Regions from separate parts of the Hordeum vulgare genome. Here region 1 is linked to region 2. Evidence: chromatin contacts called from public Hi-C data. All regions are on one chromosome and are shown on one strand. Each heading gives the region's core, a stretch centred on a gene start, on an enhancer-like site or on the middle of the called end of the contact. The rest is flanking DNA. Distances are from core to core; before and after follow the strand shown.

Region 1 (5,665 bases), core at 1,658-4,157, 130 kb after region 2:
GAATCCCTCCTCTCTCCCGTCACTCTCCCCCTCTCTCCGATTCATTTCTCCCATCCCCTCAACTCACGCATTGGCGCCACCACCCAACGATGTCCCATCTTCTCCTGACCTCACCGCCGCCGGCAATGGCCCAGCTCTCTCCTCCCATACCATCCCATACCATACCCTCCCCTCCCCTCGAGCCACGCAAAGGTCAGGCGGCGGCCATGGCGCTTGCCCGCAGATCCGCGATGGGATTCGACCTGGAGCTCCAACTTGTCCCAACAGTCGCGAGCCGGAACGTACATGCGCTCTTGCTCGGCCGATGACCCCATGGAGCTCCTCCTCTCCGTGTGCTTTGTCGTCGGACGAGCGTCACTGCTCGTGAAGCTAGGCACTCTCTTGCCCATCTTCGATTTGCTCCTCCCTTCCCTCCCCTCCCCTCATGGGTTTCATTCCCATCCGTCGGTGTATAGGATGACGATGCCTTATCTCCTCCCCATCTCCGGCCAGCGGTGCACAAGACCCACTCCTGGAAGCGACCCTCTTCTCCGGCATGGGTCATAATTTTTTTTGGTTTTTCAAATTAATAGTAGTAGCACGGGTCACAAACACGCACTACAAATAGTTAGTAGTAGCGTGTGTGGCCCCGCGCTACTACTAACACATGTACTAGTAGCGCAGGATGCACCGTGCTACTACTACCAGTTAGTTGTAGTGCCGTAGTAGTAGCGCGGGCACCCGTGCTACTACTAGCTATTTAACCCACGCTACTAGTAGGCTTTTTTCTAGTAGTGAAACCCAATCTTGATTCACGCCAACCCAACAGACACCTTCGGAGATACGTGTAGAGCACCTTTATAGTCACCCAGTTACGTTGTGACGTTTAATACACACAAGGCATTCCTCGAGTGCCCGGGAGTTTCATGCTCTCATGGTCATAGAAACAAATACTTGACATACAGGAAACAGTAGCAATAAGCTGACATGATCACATGCTACGTTTATGGTTTAGGTCTTGTCCATCACATCATTCTCTTAATGATGTGATCCCGTTATCGAATGACAACTCATGTCTATGGTCAGGAAACCTTGACCATCTTTGATCAACGAGCTAGTCCTTAGAGGCTCACCAGGGACAATGTGTTGTCTATGTATCCACACATGTATTTGAGTTTCGAATCAATATAATTCTAGCATGGATACTAAACGATTATCATGAACAAGGAAATATAATAATAACTAATTTATTATTGCCTCTAGGGCATATTTCCAACAAATACCCTATTCCTGCCTGTGTTGTATTGCTCTATAATGGAGAGCTTATGTCTCGAAGTACACGAGTGGTGAGGGAGAATGGCTCGATCCCCTTACATGGAGGCGGCCCTTCCCCTTTTTAGTGCCTTGGTCCTCTTCCCCGAAAATGTGATCGGGAAAGGGTGGCCACAGGGCAGCAATTCAAAGCGGGACATACGCCCATGCCTATCCTGACTAAAGGCGTTCTCCACCTGATAAATCGGTCATCGTGACGTGCTAGTGGGCTTGACGATGACCTCCGTCCTGGTGCACCAATCCGTCCTGATCTTCTTGCACCAAGGAGGAAATGCATTGGGACTCTCTTTGGGGGGAGTCAGGCGTCGTTGCTCCCTTATCACTAGAATGGAAACTCGCTTTGGTCATGCCCTACCATCCTTATCCTAACAGCAGGATGTCACCCACGTGATGGGCGCGGAGTCCCGTGAATGACACCATACGACCTTCTTCATGAGTCGGCCTCACGAAGCAATCTGGTGCTTGGCGGCCCTAGCCAGACTTAGCCTGGCGATGACGGGCCTCACGAGGCGGCTTCTTCCGGAGCGTCCGCATAATTGATCATAAATAAGGATCAAACCATAGGAGGATAGGTAAGTTGTTAAATGATATCTGATTAGAATCGTACATAATACTTCTGTCATGGATAGGCAAGTTTTTGACAAGTTTCATATGGTAACATCTATTGAGAAAGAAAAAAATTGAAAGGAATGTTGCACGTGAGGAATTTCTTAATTCAACTTAATATAAGGTTTTGTATTACTCAAGGGCACTTGTCCAAAAAGTTATTGGTCCCCTTTATGATAGTATTCCTGCGAGGCATATCTCCCTTTATTGCCCCCGCGGCCTAGTTGTACCAGCGAGACACTCCTCCTACTACCCCTACCGCATGTCTCTCATGTCGGGCATACCCTCCCCCCGACCCCTACTGCCGGCTCCGGTCGCACATACCTCCCACCCCTACCCTCACCCCAATGTCATATGAGGGCATAGTCCCCCTATGTTACCTCCTCCCCCGGCATATCTAGCTGCTTGCAGATATTTAAACTTTCCCGATGAATTACCTTTTGACCGTTGGATGAAAAACATGGATCCTAAAGCAGCATTGGTGGCCACGCCAAGAAGGAGAGAGCCACCACCATCTCCTTCCTTCTCCTCTTATCGGTGTTTCTATCCCTATCTAACCGCCGCCACCGATGGTCCCTATCCCTGTCCATTACTTGATGAACCCATATATGAAGGCAAACCTAGGTAGCATTCACTTAAATATTCATTTGGAACAACTCGAATGTTTTTAATCAGTTGATGAGTGTCATTGGGCAACCTTTACTAGAAAAAAATCAATGATATATCACGATTGATACGTTAGCCTTTTTTTACACAAGTTTTTGTTTTTGTTTTGAGAAATGAGACAAGATTGATATATATATATATATATATATATATATATATTTTTTTTTTTTTTGAGCAGCAACAAGATTGATACGTTGTCCTGAAGGTGGCAATAGCTATCCAACAAAGAAGACATGGGCCAGTCCACTCAGTCCGCAGCAAGACTCGGCTCTTGTAACATGGACCAGCCCACCCAGTTGCCGACTTCTTAACCCACGGCCCTGGCAACCTCCCTATCCCTTTTCCCCAAAATATTACCACAAATCGAACCAAACCAAACCCTAGCTTCTCCTCTTCGATCCCCGACCCACATCCGGCGACTCGCCGGAACCCTAGCCCAGATCCGCGGCAACTCCGCCGTACCAGCCATGGGGACCCTCAGGGAGATCCTGCCGTCGCCCAAGACGTCGTCGTCCACGTTCTACGACCACAGCAGCGACCCGTGGTTCAAGGAGCGGTACGGCGGGGAGCCCGCGGAGGCGGCGGCGGGGAAGCCAGCGGGCCCAGCCAAGCCCGTGCCTCCCTACGGCAAGCGCACCGGCTTCGTGCCCCGCCGGCCGGAGGACTTCGGGGACGGCGGCGCCTTCCCCGAGATCCTCCTCGCGCAGTACCCGCTCGGCATGGGCCGCCGGGACGACAAGGGCGGGTCCAAGATCCTCGCGCTCACCGTCGACGCGCACGGCAGCGTCGCCTTCGACGCCGTCGTCAAGCAGGGCGAGAACGCCAAGAAGATCGTCTACTCCAAGCACAGCGACATCGTGCCCAAGATCGCCACGGCCGACTCGGAAGCCGTCGAGGACGAGGAATACGAGAAGTTGGTCGAGGAGACCACAGAGCGGACCGTAGCCGCCCTGCAGAAGATCGTCAACGTTCGCCTCTCTGCTGCCCAGCCCAAAAACGTCCCGACGCATGATTCGGAGTCCAAGTTCATCAAGTATAAGCCGTCGCAGCAGTCGGCAGCGTTCAATTCGGGTGCCAAGGAGAGGATTATTAGGATGTCGGAAATGGCTTCAGATCCTCTTGACCCACCAAAGTTCAAGCATAAGCGGGTGCCCCGTGCATCTGGGTCGCCGCCTGTGCCGGTTATGCACTCGCCACCACGGCCCGTCACTGTGAAGGACCAGCAGGATTGGAAGATCCCGCCTTGCATTTCAAATTGGAAGAATCCAAAGGGTTACACAATCCCACTCGACAAGAGGTTGGCTGCTGATGGGAGGGGGCTGCAGGAGGTTCAGATTAATGATAACTTTGCAAAGCTTTCAGAAGCATTGTATGTTGCAGAGCAGAAGGCGAGGGAAGCAGTGCAGATGCGCTCCAAGGTGCAGAGGGAGCTAATGCTAAAGGAGAAGGAGAGGAAGGAGCAAGAGCTGAGGGCACTTGCACAGAAGGCCCGCATGGAAAGGTCTGGTGCTCCACCTCCATCCACGGGTATGCCTGTCGGAGGTGGGAGGGACAGAGAGCGGGAGAGGGTTGATGATGGTGATGCAGATATGGATTTGGAGCAGCCGCGTGAGCAGCGCAGGGAGACTAGAGAAGAGAGGGAGGCGAGGATTGAGCGTGACAGGATCCGTGAGGAGCGGAGGCGTGAGAGGGAGAGGGAGAGGAGGCTGGAGGCAAAGGATGCTGCAATGGGTAAAAAGAGTAAGCTCACTAGAGACAGGGACCGTGACGTCGGTGAGAAGATGGCCCTGGGTATGGCAAATACTGGTTCGAAGACCGGGGAAGTCATGTATGACCAGAGGCTCTTTAACCAGGACAAGGGAATGGACTCTGGTTTTGCTGCTGATGATCAGTACAATGTTTATTCGAAGGGCCTCTTCACAGCACAGTCTAGCATGTCAAGTCTTTACAGGCCCAAGAAGGATGGTGATTCTGAAGTGTATGGTGGTGATGCAGACGAACAGCTGGAGAAGGTTATGAAGACAGAGAGGTTCAAGCCTGACAAAGCATTTACTGGTGCTCCAGAGAGGGCTGGCAAGAGAGATAGACCCGTGGAGTTTGATAAGCAAGAGGAGGCTGATCCATTCGGTCTTGACCAGTTCTTGACTGAGGTGAAGAAGGGAAAGAAAGCTGTGGACAAGATTGGTGGCGGAGGAACTATGAAGGCAAGTGGTGGATCCTCTAGGGATGATTACGAGGGCGGAGGATCTGGGAGGTCTCGCATTAACTTTGAAAGAGGAGGACGTTGAGGTATTTGTTGTGCACGTTTATCTTCTGCATTCTCATGTTCTCAGTGCATTTTCAAATATCATCCTGAAGGATTTCTTTGGAGAATATGATCCTTCTTACACAAGGAAGAACTCAAATATCAACACTGAAGGATTTCTATGGAGAATATGATCTTTCTTACGTAAGGATGATCCTGATGGTTTTAGTTGCTGTGATCTGGCTGCTTGTTATATTTCAACCATCGTGTTAAACTGTGTACCTACTTATTAGATCCTACAATGCTTGTATGGTGTGTATCTTTGTGACAAGATCCATGAACTTTGTCGTTACACATGTTACATAGGCTCTTCCATGTCCTGTTAATTTCAAAGCTGTATCAAAGTCGTAATATATCTCGCTGGAATGGGTATATGTTTCATCTCTTGTTTTCATGCTTACTGGTTGGATGAATTTGTGGTCGTCTGCCGAAATAAGCATGGAGTGGTTTGAAGAAGAATGCCGTGAAGCCGTGCTTTTGCTTGTTTTATTCATTTGTATGGGCTGCTTAAACTTGCTACTGAAGTTCTGTTTAGATCATTGACGGTTTGTTGTCAAATCTTCTCTGGTGTAGAGTTGATGCCAAAATCCTCGGTTGTCCTTGTTTGGGGTTGTAAGACAGGTTGGTCTGAGGGAGTGTAATGACGAGTTCTTCAGTTCTTTTAGGTTGGTTTGTTGATTTGATTTTGATATCGCTATTGTCGCCAGTACGATCTTGGTAAACAAAAATCTTGTCAGGTTCGTTGGTGATGAGGAAACGTGGTTCTCTGTAGTAGAG
Region 2 (5,526 bases), core at 851-3,350:
TGTTTGTTCGGGCTGGAGCTTCAGCTGATATATGCTCTCGTGTCGTGAGTGTTTGAAATTACTAATGCAGTTGTTGTCCACCTATTTATGCGGTGCTGTTTAATTCCATCATTCTCCATGTGCAGCTTACTGCATGTATAATGAAGTGTAAGCTCTGCAGAGGGGGAAGGAGATACTGAAGGTCAGGAGAAGAAACAAAGCAGAGGAGGAGGTAAGATGTTATTGAAGCACTCTTGTCCTTGCAGCTATGTTTTCCACCCGCAACTTCTCATCTTCTCAGTGAACTTCAGTTTGTGCAGCACTGATGTACTAGTTCTTATGGTCCGAAGTTTCTTGCATGCCTTGTTCAAGGTGCAAGTCGCTATTCGAGGAGAAGAGAACTCTTGACGAAGCAAAATGCTGATGAGTTTACCGGAGAAAGAGCAAAGACATTGGTCCGAAAGGAAGCGCTCCACAAAGGTAGAAAAAGGACGAGGTGCTTCAAAATATTGCAATTAGCAAGGTAAAATATAGCTGCTGTTCTACTGTTTCCTATAAAAGCATCCTTCTGTTGTGTCCATGTCCATCCTAAATAATTGCTGTAACATTTAGATTGCCACAATACGCATGTTCTGATTATTCTGCTTCTTACCCTGATGATTTAGATGTGTTGCTGGACATGACGCATTGAATTCATGTCCTATATATCCTCAAAATACCAAGTGTTCTTTTCCTTTCTTTCTTATATCGAGAGTTCGAGACGAACTCCAACCAGGCCAATCTGCACTCCTATATTTTGCCATTTTGATAATGTATACTTAAATTACTGCCTGTTACTTTCTAATCGTGCTTGTTTGGTGGTAAAATTATCTGGTATTATGTTTATGAACTGTACGATTACCAAAACATCATGAACTCATGCACATGGCGTTTGCATCGCTAGCCATTGGCTAATTGTTTGAGCTGTTCATTCCTTCCTGGAAACTAATAACACAATTTTTTTTTTCTGAATTGTATGCATGCTTGGATTCATCCAAACACACATTATTATACACACAAGGAACCAAAAATTACACACAAGAACACAAATACATGCATGTAAAACTACTTGAGATTACACAGTAACCACATTTTTTTATCTCCCCACAGCTTTCTGGGTCAGTGGAAGAAGGGCCCTTTCTCCTGCCGTGAAGCCAAACAGGAATGGCAGTAGTACCTTCCAGATGAGATGAGATAATCAACGCCCGCGGCAGCCGAAGATGGCCTTGCAGCCGCGGCCGGTGTAGGGCTGCCCCCGGCCGGGGCAGGAGCCGTAGCACGCCGCCTTGTTCTCCTCCAGCCCTCCGTAGCCGACGTACTCGGGCTTGTAAGCAAGCACCCTCCTCTGTGGGTATGCCGCCTCCTCACGCTCTGCGAAGCCCACTTCGTCGTCCTCGACGATGCGCACCGGCATCGCGGCGTGGGCGCCGGCGCCGGCGAGGACGCCGCGGCTCATGAGCAGCGCCGCGGCGATGGAGGCCAGGAGGAGGAGGAGCTGCGTCTGCGGCTTCATCGTCCCTGGTTCGAGTGGCGCTTGCACTGTGGCCTCTGCTTCAGGTTCAAGTGGCGCTGGAGGCTGGGCTGTGGGGCGTGTCTATCTCTCAATAATTTGTTCTGCTGTTGCGTCTATTCCAGAGGGGAGGATGCGGAGGTGGTTGAGGGCACTCCAACGGCGACGGCGCGCCTAACGTTGCATGCACGTGATGCTAGGCGACGCCACAGCGTCCATGTCCGGTCTCCGGTGTGCTTGTGATTGGGTTTTGTGGAGGCGAACGATGCTGGCCGTTTCACAGCCGCCTGGTTCATGTCAAACTTTAATTTCAGCAGAAAATGGTTGTTTGACTGACACATAAGACTGTTTAGACTTTAGATAGTACTACTGTACGTACTTTTCATGCCTTGTTAGTTCTTTAATGGCCGAGCCAAGTTATCCCAGTAGCCACAAGGACTGTATGTGCATCTTCCCATGAGTGAGACATTTCTTCTGAAATGAAGAGAGCTCTACCATCAAAGCTCAAACTAGAGTGACCTCGAGGGAAATATTTTGAAGCTGTTTTAAGACGAAGAGAACTTTACCATCAAAGGTACTCACTCCGCTTTAAATATAAGTCTTTTTAGATATTTCATTAGGGACTACATGCAAAGCAAAATAAATGAATATATATTTTAAAATCTATCTATATACATCTATATATATAGTTTGTAGCGAAACCTTTAAAAAAAATTATATTTAGGAACGGAGTATATGGTTGGTATTATTTCTGCAGAAATCATGCATGGAAGGTTGTAAATAGTTGTCTAGTCAGACCGAATAGCTCTGTTTTGTGGCAAGATAGTACAAAATGTGAATACTCCAACAGGAATAACAAAAGCATGCAGTAGAAATTTCCATTTTCAACAAGAGCACCAAGACACGGGGAATTCTCCGCGTATATTGACATTCAAGAAAGAAAGAGAATTATCCTTGTGTTGAATCCATCTTTATCAGGCGCCAAAACGCAGTACACACAATACATCACATATTCAGTTCACCTTTGACCATGCAAGTGGCATAAGTATCTAAGAAGCTAACGTTGTGTTTGGTTGAGCTGCAGATACTCGAAAAGTTGCTGCGAAAATGCTGTTGTAGAAAAGTTGGCGGCTGTTTGGCTAAAACGGCTGTTAAACTGTAGATTTGATTGTCAATTGTGTGTGATGCCCCTGGGCCTGGGTGGACATATTTATACGCTAATTGACCATAAAGCAATGATATGTACATTTGTAGGTAATCAAACGATAAATTTGCAAAGTAAAATTATGACAACATAGGCGATTCAATGTAACGACTGTATGTTGATGTTGCAAACATTTAAATAGATAGTGATCCCATAATATACTACACAAGATATGCACTATACAAAACACATATGGTTCACTTGATGATGACATTCGTCAACATAGCTAAACTTATGTTGCCATTGCTAGACAAGCATCATCTATCCTACTACGAATATTGTTTATGGTATCTTTATTCTCCTCCTCTTCAACCAGGTCCAGTTGTGTTGGTGCCACCTCTTGCCGTAGCGCTGGAGGTACATACTCATCATCGGCATCACATTTATCTGTCACTCAACTTGCTATCATGAATGAAATTATGCAATGCCATGCAAGCAATAATGATATGCTTCTGCGTACGAGGTGAGAAACTTGGGACCCCTTTCAATATGCGCTATTTCTTCTTCAACACCCTAAAAGTACGCTCAATGACATTTCGAAGGGATGAATGTAAAAAGTTGATCACCTCATACTTCCCTTGAGGTGTACGGTGCCGACGAAGGTAGAATTCCAGTAGATGGTATGTACTCCCTTTGAAAGGAGCAAGGTATCCCGTTCGATTTGGATACCTAGAATCCACAAGGTAGTATTTCCCTGAAAATGAACAATAAATTAGCGTCACACACGTAAGAATATAATCTGTGATGAGATTTTTTGTTAGTATGTTATACCTTTGGGAGGTATAGGAAATGAAGAGAAATGTGATAATGCATGATTCGGGGTCCTTGTGTCATGTGCACAGCCCGACCAACCCATAACTACAAAGGTAAACCTTATATCAAGGTCATATATTGCAAGAACATTTTGCGATGTAAAACCATGCCGACATCTATGGTTAACCGTATCATCTACATGAACTGAAACTAGCACATGTGATCCACCTATTGCACCAATACCACCTTTGAAATGAGGCCAGAAATGTTCATCTTTAATCCCTTCATGCTCACATTCATCTTTAATCCTTTCATGCTCACAACTAAAAGTCAGATCTGTCGGTTTGATGATATCTTTCGCTAACTTGCGTAAACATAACGAAAGTTCCTTGAACTTTGTATGAACTATCTAAAGTGATCGTACAAACCGGTTTTCAGCTTGAGCGAATGATTGGGGGCCTCCAACAATTCATAAGAACATGGCCAATGACTCAATTGAGGAAACATTAGTAATTGATGTCAAACCATATGTATAGACAAGCAAATCATGAAGTTCCATGAAAACATCAACGCTCATCCGAAACATTTTATAAAAATGTTGTGGCCAACCATAACACTCCGTGACCAATTGAAGTCCAGTTTGCTGGGGCAATCTGTATATTTTGTTCAAGTATCGCTCATCATAGAGGTTACCTAGGTTTCCCATGATAGCAGCCTGCTTCCCAAGTTCAGCTAGAATTTTCAATCCACCCCGACCCTTTTTGGCCACTTCTTCCATCCTTGAACCCATCTACACAGGAACATGAAGAAGTTAAAATACTCATGGTCAACAATATTTTTGACAATATGTATATTGTTGGAAAACATAAGCAAATATTGTTCGACACAATCATGTCTCAACAAGTGAAATAAATATGGTTCACAACATAGGAAAATATGGTTCGACAACATAAGAAAATATGGTTTACAACATAAGAAAATATGATCCACACATAAGCAAATATGGTTCGACAACATAAGAAAATATAGTTCTTCAACACAAGTCTACATGTGCTTCAACATCTCGCTCTCATGCTCCCTCTTTAGAAAATCAGACCTCTCTTCTTTTGTTTCAAGAACTTTGAGTATTTCTCTAAAGTCAGGCTTCACCATAAGAGTGAAGGTTGTGTGCATGACAGCGGTTTCTTCTTTGACACCACATTCTTTCACCATCTTCATGACCTCTAAAATGGTAGGGACATGGTTGGTTGGAAGAACTGATGATGCCTCCACACTTGAGGTTATCTTGTCCACTTCACTTTCTATCTTCTCACATGTCTGCTTGCAAAACCATAAGAAGGGACTCTTCTCATCCTTCTCATCATTTACATTAGAGGGTTTCTTGTGCTTCTTGCTTGCTTTCGGTTTCTTCAAAGATGATAAATTTATTGCAGCACCATCACCGGGTTTCTCCAGATAAATCATGTTGTCATCACTTGATTTATCAGAGGAGATATCACCATCACAAGAAGCACTAGCCCAGTGACATGTACATTTTGAAATATGACATGTAAATCGTCAAGGTGCTTCGATCCCTGTTTTTTGAACTTCAAATGGTTGCATTTCTTTTGTGTTCTCTCTTGGCATCTCTGAAATAACAATAAGAGTGCAAGTGAGGTGCTGCAATCATGTCAAGCATGACAATTGAAAAACAAAATGTAAACTCTTACCAAAAGATGTTCATCCCACCATTCTTTTGAGCAATCAACAGTGCCCTTTGCATCATTCCATCCAAGTCCAATTGCTTCATTTTTCAACTCCATGAACCAAACCTACTCATTTTTATTGCATCCCATTTTTTCTTGAATTTATTCATGGGATACTTCTTTCAGGTTCTTGCTTCCCATTTCTCCAAAACATTCTTCCAACCCTTCTTGCTTAAATAACCTAATGGTATATTTCAATTTGAAACCTCTTTTTCAATATTTCAATGAGTTTCTTCATATGGGCATCATCCCACACCACCTTTTCGTTCATACTTCAGTTAAGAAAAATAATGACA

What was found. A called contact is a pair of places that touch in the nucleus more often than the background predicts.
Region 1: a contact with region 2 is called in a Hi-C map of leaf, with 2.9 times the contacts expected there. The contact joins the promoter of LOC123406214 here to the promoter of LOC123403206 in region 2. A contact is called at or near these places in 2 of 6 Hi-C or Micro-C datasets (leaf and seedling) and 1 of 1 datasets of contacts at active chromatin or transcription factors (embryo).

What each region holds. Positions count from the first base shown.
Region 1 is chr6H:513,800,332-513,805,996 of MorexV3_pseudomolecules_assembly, forward strand. It overlaps LOC123406214 (SNW/SKI-interacting protein A-like), which reads left to right and starts at 2,908. Exons shown (of 3, transcript XM_045099690.1): 1 at 2,908-4,837; 2 at 4,917-4,992; 3 at 4,994-5,274. The coding sequence starts at 3,051. The coding sequence ends at 5,101.
Region 2 is chr6H:513,666,676-513,672,201 of MorexV3_pseudomolecules_assembly, forward strand. LOC123403206 reads right to left here and starts at 2,101. Exons shown (of 1, transcript XM_045097155.1): 1 at 926-2,101. The coding sequence starts at 1,531. The coding sequence ends at 1,217.